Linked DNA regions of Sus scrofa: region 2 is linked to region 1. Evidence: chromatin contacts called from public HiChIP or PLAC-seq data. All regions are on one chromosome and are shown on one strand. Each heading gives the region's core, a stretch centred on a gene start, on an enhancer-like site or on the middle of the called end of the contact. The rest is flanking DNA. Distances are from core to core; before and after follow the strand shown. Region 1 overlaps UBAC2 (ubiquitin-associated domain-containing protein 2). Region 2 overlaps UBAC2 (ubiquitin-associated domain-containing protein 2).

Region 1 (5,568 bases), core at 1,691-4,190:
TGGAGGTGGTCAAAGAGAGCTTTGAGAAGTGACCTTTAAGCTCTTTCTGAAGCCTCTGAGTTGGGACTCTCACCTCTCATTCTAAAAAAATTCTGAGGAGTTCCCATTGTGGCTCAGTGGAAATGAACCCAACTGCTATACAGAAGGATTCGAGTTGGATCCCTGGTCCCACCCAGTGGGTTAAAGGATCTGGAGTTGCCATGAGCTGTGGTGTAAGTCGCAGACATGGTTTGGATCTGGCATGGCTGTGGCTGTGGTGTAGGCTGGCAGCTGTGGTTCCAATTTGACCCCTGGTCTGGGAACTTGTGTATGCTGCAAGTACACTCCCCCCACCCCCCAAAAAAGGAGTGGGGCATGGGGGCAGGCAACAGAGCTCAAGATCCAAAGGCTTTACCTATGCAACAATAGACTTTTTAAAGAGTGACTCATTAAGGAAAGAAAGTCTAAACCTTTGCTGTGACCAATACACAGAAACATAATCCTCTGCAGACTGATAAACATGACAAACCAGAACCTGTCAACTTCCATTGCTTCATTTTGACTGGGAGGCATTCTGTTTTCAGAGTGGAGTAATCTAGGTCAAAATTCCAATGGACTTATGTGCCTCTAAGCAGATTTTTTAGTCTCCCCGGGAATCAGTTTTCTACCAATAAAACAGATACAGTCATACCAATTTCAAAAAGTACTTTTGAAAATAGGAATTAAAGAGGTTTCCATGTTAAGGATGGAACAGCAGGTTAAGGATCTGGCATTACTGCAGCTGTGGTGCAGGTTGCAACTGTGGTGCAGGTTCAATCCCCAGCCTGGGAATTTTGACATGCTGTGTGTGTGGCCAAAAAATAAATAAATAAAGTAAAGTACGACTCAAAGGAGATACGATATTTTAAATATCTATTCATTCAACTCATATATTAATCTAAACACATTAATGTGATGACTTCAAATCTGGAGGCCCTACTGGCTCTATCTTTGAGAGGTATCACTTCTAACATAAAGATATTAATCATTATTCAAGCTATGGAGATTATTTGTGTGTTAAATATTTAGCCCGAGTTCAAACCAGAAGGACAAGTAATTTAGAAAGCTAACTGTCACTTATTGTTAACTTTGCCCACAATACCCACTTCCCTTAAAATATCCCAACGGTTGATATTCAAGATGACCACAGATGATTATAGGTGTGCTGCCACTATCCAATTGGCCCTCACTGCGAGAGAACCCAACCCCTTAGCACTGTTAAGATTAAAAGTTAAAACTATCTCTTGGTACCAATTCTGTGACTGCAGTTAACACTGCAGCCCAAACGAGTTTCTTTCTTTTTTTTTTTTTTTTGTCTTTTTGTCTTTTGTTGTTGTTGTTGTTGCTATTTCTTGGGCCACTCCCGCGGCATATGGAGGTTCCCAGGCTAGGGGTCGAATCGGAGCTGTAGCCACCGGCCTACGCCAGAGCCACGGCAACGCAGGATCCGAGCCACGTCTGCAACCTACACCACAGCTCACGGCAACGCCGGATCGTTAACCCACTGAGCAAGGGCAGGGACCGAACCTGCAACCTCATGGTTCCTAGTCGGATTCGTTAACCACTGCGCCACGACAGGAACTCCCCAAATGAGTTTCATTTAGAGCAAAACATTAAGAATTACATTAAATATCTATGATTGATTCTTTAATATAGGTCTAAATAACCAAGTTAATCCACCAAATAACTACGGCGGTACCATAATACTTGTTTCTTAGCCTCTTGAATCAATTGTACCCAGTTCTAGAAAGTTTTACCCTTTGCAATGCCAAGAGGCAGGATCAGATCCATGTCAAAAATAGAATCTGATCATCAAGAACAACAGGAAGGTCCCTTTATGATAAGACCGGCAGGAAATTTATCCTGTTGGTAGCTGTGTATCTGCAGAAATTCGAAGAACAATAAATTCCAGTAGACAGATCCTAAGACAGAGTGTGTGTGTGCATGTGCGTGTACACACACGCGCTGTCGCCGGCTCCTTTCATCACCAGCTCTCCAGCAGATCACAGGGAGTAGAATGCAGGTACCTAAAACACAGCCTGCAAAGAAACAGAGGAGCAGCCCTGAAGAGATCATGGCTCACAGTTGCCGGGACTGGGTGAGGGGCTGGGATGAGATAAAACTGACTGCAGCGCTCAAAGTCCAGGAAATAGGCTCATGGAAGTTAAGACAAAATAGAACTGTGATTACAAAGTCTATCTCACTTTGTGTAAAAGAACACTGTTGGAGGATGATATACACACAACGACTTTACTGAGATTTCCGAACGCTTATAGAGGTAACCTGATATAATAACAGATGGAGAAAAAAATCATTTGATTTCACTATTTTAAGTGTTCTTAAAACACACACACTTTAAAAACCACAACATTGCCAGTTAAAGAAGGTGGATTTAGCACACGTACTTCCCTCCCTGTTTCTCTCCTAAAGCCTCATAAGAATGGCATTAAAAGATTTTTTTAAAGGCATAAACCCACAAAGAGTTAACGACCTTAAAATTTTTTCCAGCTGGAAAACATGAGTAGAGTGATAACTAACCTGAAAACCTGAGAAAAGGAAATGCTAAACCAGCAATGGTCAAATCTGAGACACAAACGGAGTAACCCTGGAGCTTCCTAAGGGCGGCAGGATTAGCAGCTCCACATTTTCCCAGATCTGCTGAGAGGTGGGAGGTGGGTGGGAGCACTGACCCCTCCCAGCCCTCTGCCCACCTGCTGACTCTCTGGCGGGGAGGGGGCGGTAATTATCTAGAAAAGGCAACAGGAGGGGCCTGGACTGGGGGACTCCTTTGCATGGCCAAGCATGCAAATGCAAGACTAGAACTCAAAGTTTACATACTAAATGTGCAGACTCCCAGACCTACAGCCCAGGCTGCAGACTGGAGAACAGGCCCTGGGGAATGCGACAGTTCCTGAGGGAAGAAGGGGGCGTATGTTTTAGATCCTGATCCTGGGGGTTCACTGAGAACAGCCCAGGGAGGGGACTCTACCATGAAGCCTGTGAGGGGCATTCGGGCCTTGGCACCCAAGCCATTTCCTCAACCAGCTTTTTCAAAAACTGGGCCTGTTACATATAAACAGCCAAAGGCTCAAAGGCGCTTAAGGAAAGCCCCTAACATCAAAAGCAGAAAACAAGGAGGGAAAAAAGGAACTCAGAAGAAACAGACATCGTGCAGGCAAATGAAAACCTTGAGGTGGGGTGGAGGGTTATCCTTAACCTCACGAGAGGAGAAAAAGACTGCAGCCATGAGACCCAGACAGGGCGCCCGCGAGAACAGACACTCAGAAAATACGAAGGAACTCCTGGAAACTGAAACTAAGACAGCACACATATTTAAAAGGAACTCAAGAGAGGAAAAGGTACCTAATGTCATTAGCCGTCAAGGAAATACAAAGTACAAGCCCACTCATCTGTCCCTGCCCATCCACTAGAAGGACTAAAATGAAAAGAGCTGCTAGGTCTTGGACCGGCCGCGCTGGGGGCAGGCAGCTTCGTGCGGGGGAGCAGAGGCTTCCTGCTGACAGCCCTGTGACTGGGAAGTTTGGGGAGAGGGTCTTCCAGGCAAGGCAGGCCTTCAGGTGACCATTCTGACTGCAACCCCACGAGAGACTCAGGGCCAGGGCCACCCGGCTAAGCTGCTCCCAGATTCCTGACCCACAGGAAAACTGGCCAAAGGTACGTACACCTTCCGACTCAGCTTTCAGCTCCCAGGTACACCCAACAGAAACGCAGACGTCCACCTCACAAAAGACAAGTTCAAGGATGTTCACGGCAACAGTCCTGACAACCATCCCAAACCAGAAACCAGCCCAATGTCCATCAACAGTAGCAATTCACACGAGACACCACACGATGATAAATAAAGCGGGAACCACCGCCACGGGCAGCAATGTAAACATGATGTTGAGAGAATGACACCAGAGACAGAAGTCCCCATCTGCATTTACATAGAGGTCAAAGCCAGACAAAACTACACCAGGGTTCAAGTCAGGACAGACTCTGGGGAGGAAGCATGCCTGGGAGGCAGCACAAGTGGGTCTTTTAGGATGAAGTGACGCTCTGTTCCTTCATCTGGACAGTGTTTAAAAGGGGGTCACTCCGTAAAAATTCCAGGAGCTCCAGACTTAGATATGGACACTTTTCCATGTACACGTTGTACTTCAGTAAACGTTTATTTTAAAATAATAATTACAATAGGAAGACAGAGTTCAAGATGTCCCCTGGCAAGGAGAGTAAAAATACGAAAAGAAAGAAAAGAGAAGGAAAAAAAGATTAAAGTAGTCCTGTCCAAGAGGCTGAACACCCAGACGGTAGGATTTTTCAGAAAGAGAGAACCAAGAAAATGGAAGAGAAATGATAAAAATAAATCAGGAAAAATTCAAGAAGAGAAACGTGGGAGTTCCCTGATGGACAGTGGCCACCAGGTGGACAACCAAAAGAGATGAAAGCAGAACTGCCTCAAAGCACCTCATCACAAACGGCCACAAAGGAGGAATGAGCAGATCTCCGGGCAACCTGTCAACTCGGCAGTTCTGGTGACAGCACTCCCTCAGCTATTTCTTCCTCCATGCCCCCACCCACCCCCGCCCCATACACATTTCCATGTAAAAACTACTTCTTCTCAGCACTGTTTATTTCAGAGAGTTTGAAGGTGAATCCACAACTAGACTGCACGTCTGATGGAATGTCAGCAAACAGGCTCTATGGTGACTGTGGGCTCTCTCTCCTGGGGGGCTCACGCACCCCCAGCTGCTCTGACATTGCCAAAGAGGTTCAGTGGCCTTAGTGGAACATGAGTACAGAGGCCAAAATGACAAGACAGCCTCAGAATAAACCACAATGAAAGAGAAACACAAGCTAAGCAATATTATTAATGAAAGCAGAATGCTGAGACCAGATTAACCCCAAGTTAAAATATGTATTATACTGATGTAAGAAACAAAATATTAAAAATATGAAATCAGACTCAGAAACATTAAAGATAACTTATACATAGACACATTATGGTGGTATTTAAGAAAGACAAGAGGATATTCTAAAAACTTCCAAACTTTTGTTATAAACAAATGACAAAGGAACAAGGCCAACCTCAGATTTCTCAAAAGACACAGGGAATTCAATAGGGTAGTACAGAAATACTATTAAAATGTTGAAGAAAGAGAATTTCAACCTAGAATTTTTATCCATCCAAATTATTTAAATGTGACAGCAAGTGAAAAAATACCTTCATGTATACAAGGACTCAAAGCTTTGCCACACAAAGGCTAACTTTGAAAACACTTGTGAACAAAGTACTCCATTAAGAATTAAGGAGGTCAGTTGATTCAGCAATCCCACTCCTGGGGATCTATCTATCCAGAGAAAACTATGAGGTGAAAAGACACAGGTACTCCAATGTTCACTGCAGCACTATATACAGTAGCCAAGACATGGAAACAACCTAAATGTCCATTGACAGAGAAATGGATAAAGATGTGGTACATATACACAATGGAATATTACTCAGCCATTAAAAGGAAAAAAATGACAGCATTTGCAGCAACATGGATG
Region 2 (5,568 bases), core at 1,905-4,404, 81 kb before region 1:
GGAACTCCTTGGCTGCATTTTAAAGGATGGGGGTGATTTCAACAGTGGAGAGGAGAACCAGGCCTTTCTGTCAGCCTGTCTGAAGACCGGCGACTGAGAATGGGTCCATTCCTCCTTCTTGGGCGGAAGCAGTGCTAGGGAGTAGTGACAGTGGAACAGAAAGCTGAGGACCTGAGTGCTGAGAGCAGGCTCCAGAGCCAGAATACTGGGTTCAAATCCCAGCTCTGCCGCTTCTCATGTCACCTTAGGCCCCAGGGTTTTTTTTTAAACTTCTCGGAATCTCAGTTTTCTCATCTGTGATATGGGAATAATAATGACACTATTTCACAAGGATATGAGAAATAAATGAGTTAATACTGTATAGCATTTAAAACAGAGCTTGAAAATATCTAAAAGCTTATTACATATATAACCTATTCTTACTATCTAATATCTGCATCACATCGCACAGTCTTATTCCTTGTCTTCCCAGCTCGACCACAGGACCCTGGTGGGCTGTGCTGGGGGGAGATGTGCATAGAACCCCCCCCAGGTGGCCGGCAATGCGCTCTGCCCCAGGCAGCCTGAGCTGACTCCCCACCAGGGAGGGGTTCCACCGAAGAGTGAAACGGAGAACAATCACAGAGTGGGCGTGATGAACGGGACGGTTGAGAACAATTACGTTTCTTCCCCAAAGCATCTTTATCTTATTTTGAAAAGGTTGCTCACTGGGAAAAAAACTGCATCCTTTCTTCGCAGTCTTCAGTGACCTGTGTGCTATCAAGTGGGCCACCTCCACTGCACTGCCTGCCTGCCTGTGGACCGAGTCGGGAAGGTTCCAGGGGAGGGGGTGGGTTCATCAGGAAACAGTGATGTGACCGCTAATGATTCTTGCCTTAGGCATGGAGGAGGCAAGGTGGCACCTCTACAGGAATTACTAATCCTGAGACAGACTATGGCAGATACAGGAAGACAGATTTATGTGACACACGGGACAGCCAGAGCTGCTGGCAATTAGCCTGGCAGCTCTAGGCTCTTCCTAGCTGCCCTGGGGGCTGCGGGGATGGACATCTCAGCCCATCTGTAACCATGACACGGTGCTGGGGAGTTCTGCCAGACCCTCGGGGACCACCTGCACATTTAATGTGTGGGGATGGGCTAGCATGGAGTTCGGAGGCAGAAAAGACCAGAGTGTTTCAGCTCATCAGTTAAGCTAAAATTAGTGGAACTACTGAGTGTCCACTCAAGTACCCAGCAGTACCCAAGGCCACAAGCTAGAAAGAGAACTAAGACAACATCCGGCCTTCTAGAAGCTCCCTGTCAGGTATCTGACCTTCTAGAAGCTCCCAGTCAGGTATCTGACCATCTTTGCTTTGTCACCAGGTTACCACTAACACCCCCTGCCTGACCAGTGGCGCCTCCTCTGGTCTCAGCCCAACCCCTGGCTGCTCCCTCCACCCCCCCGTGATGCCCCTCCCTGGCTTCCGTGGCATCACACCTTCCTGGTCTCCGAGCCTTCTGGTCACACCCTCAGAGCTGCCCTCGCCAGCCCGTATCCTTTACAGGTTGCTGTCCCTCAAGGTTCTGATAGGCGTATTCCTCTTCTCCTTCCACGTCTGTCCCCAGGGCTTCGGTTACCACCCACATGGTGGAGGACCCCCCCCCCCCAAGACTGGGTGCTGTGCCTCAGAGCCACAGAACTGGCTCTCCCCACTACTTCCCCTGAGATGCTACAGCGCCATCTGAAAGGGAACAGGTCCCAGACAAAACTCATCTTCAACCCCACATCTCTTCCTGTGTCCCCAGCCTCAGCAAATGACATCAACGTCCCCACTGCACAAGCCGGCTCCGCAGGCTCAGCTGACTGTAACTCTCAAGTACCTCTGGGGTCCATCCAATTCTCGCCACCCTGACTCTCCCTGTCCTGTGTAAACCACCATCATTTGGGGGCTGGGGGGAGGGTGTTCAGAGTGATTTCTCTGAGTTAGAAGTCTCACCATGTCACCTCTCTGTTTAAAAACCCTTCAGTGGTTCCCTGCTGCCTTTTTATTAATCTTAAATTCTTTCTTCATCAATAGCAATCACAAACGCGCTACTTGCTAACGTACTTTTATATGAAAAAAATCAGTGTTCTCCAAAACAGAAAAATACTTAATGAGAAGAATATCACTAGTTTCTATTTTTGTAAATCTCTTTAATGTCTGACTTAATGGAAGATGGCTGGGCTCCTATCTCCTTTTGCACTCAATTCTGTTACATGCTACTCTGGCTTCTGCAGTAAATTAAAAAAGAAAAAAATCCAGCCAATGTAGATATACAGTCAGGGGAAAAAAGCAGAGCACATGAAAAGCCTTTTCGGATCTCTGCAGATACTCTTCTTTGACCCTCCTCGGGCCCCGCTGGTGTTAGGACAGACTTCAGGCTTCTTCCTAGGGCCGCCCGGCCGCCCGTCTGCGCTGCACTGGTCCCTCCCCAACTCCAGACTCTCGTTCTGGACTCCTGGCAGAGCCCTGTCTACGCCGTCTGGGGTACGTGCCCTCATATCTCACTGTTCCTTTCCAGGGAGGGGACATGGCACACTGCACTTCGGTGATGGGTTCCCTGGCAGGAACCTCACGGCAGGGGACGAGCTCCCTGAGGCCCTCGGCCATCTGTCTTGTCCCCGTCGCCGCAGCCTCGCGGGCACCTGCGCGTGTAAGTCCTGAAGAAGTGCTGGCTGAGTGAACACACCAGTGGACGTGTCCCCGAGGGAAGTTCTGTGGGACTGTCTTGAGCAAAGAGCTCCCGGTGAGCTGTCACATGGGGCGCAAGTGTGGGACGGACCGGGGCGAGGGGCTGCAGCAAGCGGCCCGAGAGCAGACACACGCTGATGGATCTTGAAGGCAGGCCGGGCTGCCCTCTCCCTCGGACACAGGAACCAGCAGTTTCAGAGGCAACCCCCTCCCCCCTGCCCCCGGGAGACCCGGTGGTGGCGGTGACACTGCACAGGGGACCCTGGGAGAGAAGGGCATCTTAACGCACAGCACTGCTGCCAGGGTCTCTGGAAGCCGCAGCTCGCAGTGTAGGCATGAACACGCTTTGCTGCAGGGCTTATCTTCTACATGCCATGCAGGGCCCTGCGGCCAGGTAGACGGGGCTGTGACTCACAGAGAAGTGACTAATTTCCTAGGGCCTGAAAGAGCTTGGCTGGGTTGACAAAGCAACGGCACATTAACAACTAAGCCAGAAGCGCCGAGGCTGCAGCATGTGACTGAGGGCTGGGGAGGCGGCTGACTAGACGGAGGCCCGACAGTGAGCGCTGCTAACGCGGGGCACAGCAACCACGCCAGAGGCTGCTGCCGTCAGCAACAGCTTCGTGGAAAACAAAGAAAAAGAACCGCCCCCCCACCAACACACACACACACACACAGACTAGCAACCCGTCCATCATGGGGACGAAGGACAGAGGGACAGTCTCGAGGCTCGGGAGAAAGCCCATCAGGCATCCGGAAACAGCTCCTCAGTGCTGCCTCGGGAACACGCGGCAGCTGCCACCTCCTCACGCTTGCGTGGCCGCCACAAGCGGTCCCTCCAGCATCCCTCTGGGCTGCGGGTGTTGGGAGAAAACCATCAACTAGAGGGAAACGAGCCAAGTCCCGGGCTAGTTCTGCGGTTTCGCGTTTTCCTCCCACTGACTAGTTCTGGGGGCTCAGACACCTGGGCATCCGACAGAGCGGTTTTGCCAGGAGTAAGATGGGTGCGGTTTCCCGGCGCGGCTGCCCTCTGCCCGGCGCCTCCTCCTCCTGGCTCTGGTCCTCAGGTCGGCTGGAGCTCGGGGCCCTCGGCCTCTAGGGCCCACCCCTTCTTGGTTGGGAGGTGCCGGCCAAGGCACTGAAGGGGGGCCCGGAGAGCCTGCGGTCAGGAAGCGGCGCGGCCCCCAGACGGTGTCCTGAGGCCGGATTCTGCGGGAAGCAGGCTCGCGCTTCCCAGAGGCTGGCCGCGCCCCCTCCTCCGACGGGGACCTTTCTCCCCACCTTTTGGGGGGAGGCTCGGTTTTGCGCGTGTGGGGGACGGGAGGGCTCGTCTCTTGTGAGGAGGGAGGGGTGGCGTGCGGTGCGGTGAGGACGGCGAGGAGGGCGGCTGAGACACAGCTTCCTTGAAAATACGAAGGAAGGAGCGCCTCGGGGCGCGCGGATAACTGCTTCCTGTGTGACTTCTTTGGCTTCCTCCCTTCTCTGTCAATTTTTTTTCCTCCTCAACTTTAGCCCTACATAAAAATGATTAAATAAAAGCCCAAACTAAAACTAGGTGTGGTACTTGTTAGCAGTAGGTGTTTGGGTAGAAGAGGTGAGGCTGGTTATTAAAAGTGAGACTGGGAGGCTACTCACGACGCCCCCTCTCTTTCTCGTCTCTCCCCAGAGAGGTCACCCACCTCACCCTGCAGTGATCTCCTCTCGTTCCCTCACTCGTCCTTCAGCCAACGCCGGGCCCGACGCCTGAGGGCCTGCTGACTCTCTGGGACTCACGCTTTGCTTTGTACATCAAATCTGGCCAATCCTTAAGTAGCACCGATCTCTCCTCTGAAGGAGGGAGCCTGGCACTGTTTCAGTCTTCATGGCCCCTCCTGGGACTATGCCAGCAGCCTCTGGATGGCATCACTGCTGTGAACGCAGGCATATCTCGATTTGCTGGGCTTTGCGGGTGCTGCACTTCTTACACACTGAAGGTCTGTGACAGCCCTGCACTGGGCAAGACTAGGCGGGACATTTTTCCAATATCACTTCGTGTTTCTGTGCCACATTCTGGTACTTCTTGTAATATTTTAACCTTTTTCATTTTCATCCTATTTGTTATGGTGATCTGTGACCACTGATCTTTGATACACTGTTGTAACTACTGGGGCGCCATGAACACTGCTATGTCATTTTTAGGAACTGCTACAGCCGCTCCACCCTTCAGCAACCACCACCCTATCCCCAGCAGCCACTAGCATCGGGGCCGGACCCGCCACCAGCAAAAAGACTGACTCTGATGGTGCTCACATGGTGGCTATGAACGTGTGTGTGTGTGTTTTCAAGCAATAATGTGTTTTTTGATTAAGGTATGTACACTTTTAAAGACATAATGCTACTGCACACCTGCCAGACTACGGTATAGTGTGAACCTAACTCTTATATGCACTGGGAACTAAAAATGTCACAGGACTCGCTCCATGGCAGTTCCTGCCTCAACGCGGTGGTTCTGCATGGAACCTGCAGGTATCCCCGAGGAGCGCCTGTACCGCCCCGGTCCAGTCTGTATGCCAAGGCAGGCGAATCGAGCCTGTACGGCCTCTCACAACGCCACTGCCTCAACTCAAAGTCTGAACGCATCGCATCCAAATTATTCTGTCCTAGAGTTCCCTCGTGGCTCAGCGTGTTAAGGATGCAGCGTTGTCACTGCTGTGGCTCTGGTTACAGCAGTGATGCGGGTTCCATTCCTGCTCAGGAACTTCTGAGGGCCACGGGTGCAGTCAAAAAAATTCTTTGGTCCTGTTTTGTAGGTCCTCCCAAACCAGCCTCATCCTAATTACTTCTTACCTCTCCCTGCGTGTTCCTTGTGCTCCCGTGT

Evidence for each region. HiChIP or PLAC-seq counts read pairs in DNA pulled down with a chosen protein or histone mark.
Region 2: a contact with region 1 is called in an H3K27ac HiChIP or PLAC-seq map of alveolar macrophages, with 2.9 times the contacts expected there. The contact joins two enhancer-like sites. A contact is called at or near these places in 2 of 47 Hi-C or Micro-C datasets (blood and fetal liver) and 2 of 2 datasets of contacts at active chromatin or transcription factors (alveolar macrophages and skeletal muscle).

Annotation. Positions count from the first base shown.
Region 1 is chr11:68,211,008-68,216,575 of Sscrofa11.1, reverse strand. All of the region lies in intron 5 of UBAC2 (ubiquitin-associated domain-containing protein 2), which reads right to left. Among named protein-coding and RNA genes, the nearest start is that of GPR18, 22 kb to the right of the region's middle. Within about 2 kb of position 2,940, at least 16 of the 83 cell types and tissues checked have an H3K27ac peak or open chromatin away from gene starts, as enhancers often do. A contact at or near this core is called in alveolar macrophages, where this site is marked.
Region 2 is chr11:68,291,882-68,297,449 of Sscrofa11.1, reverse strand. All of the region lies in intron 8 of UBAC2 (ubiquitin-associated domain-containing protein 2), which reads right to left. Among named protein-coding and RNA genes, the nearest start is that of GPR183, 46 kb to the right of the region's middle. Within about 2 kb of position 3,154, at least 26 of the 83 cell types and tissues checked have an H3K27ac peak or open chromatin away from gene starts, as enhancers often do. A contact at or near this core is called in alveolar macrophages, where this site is marked.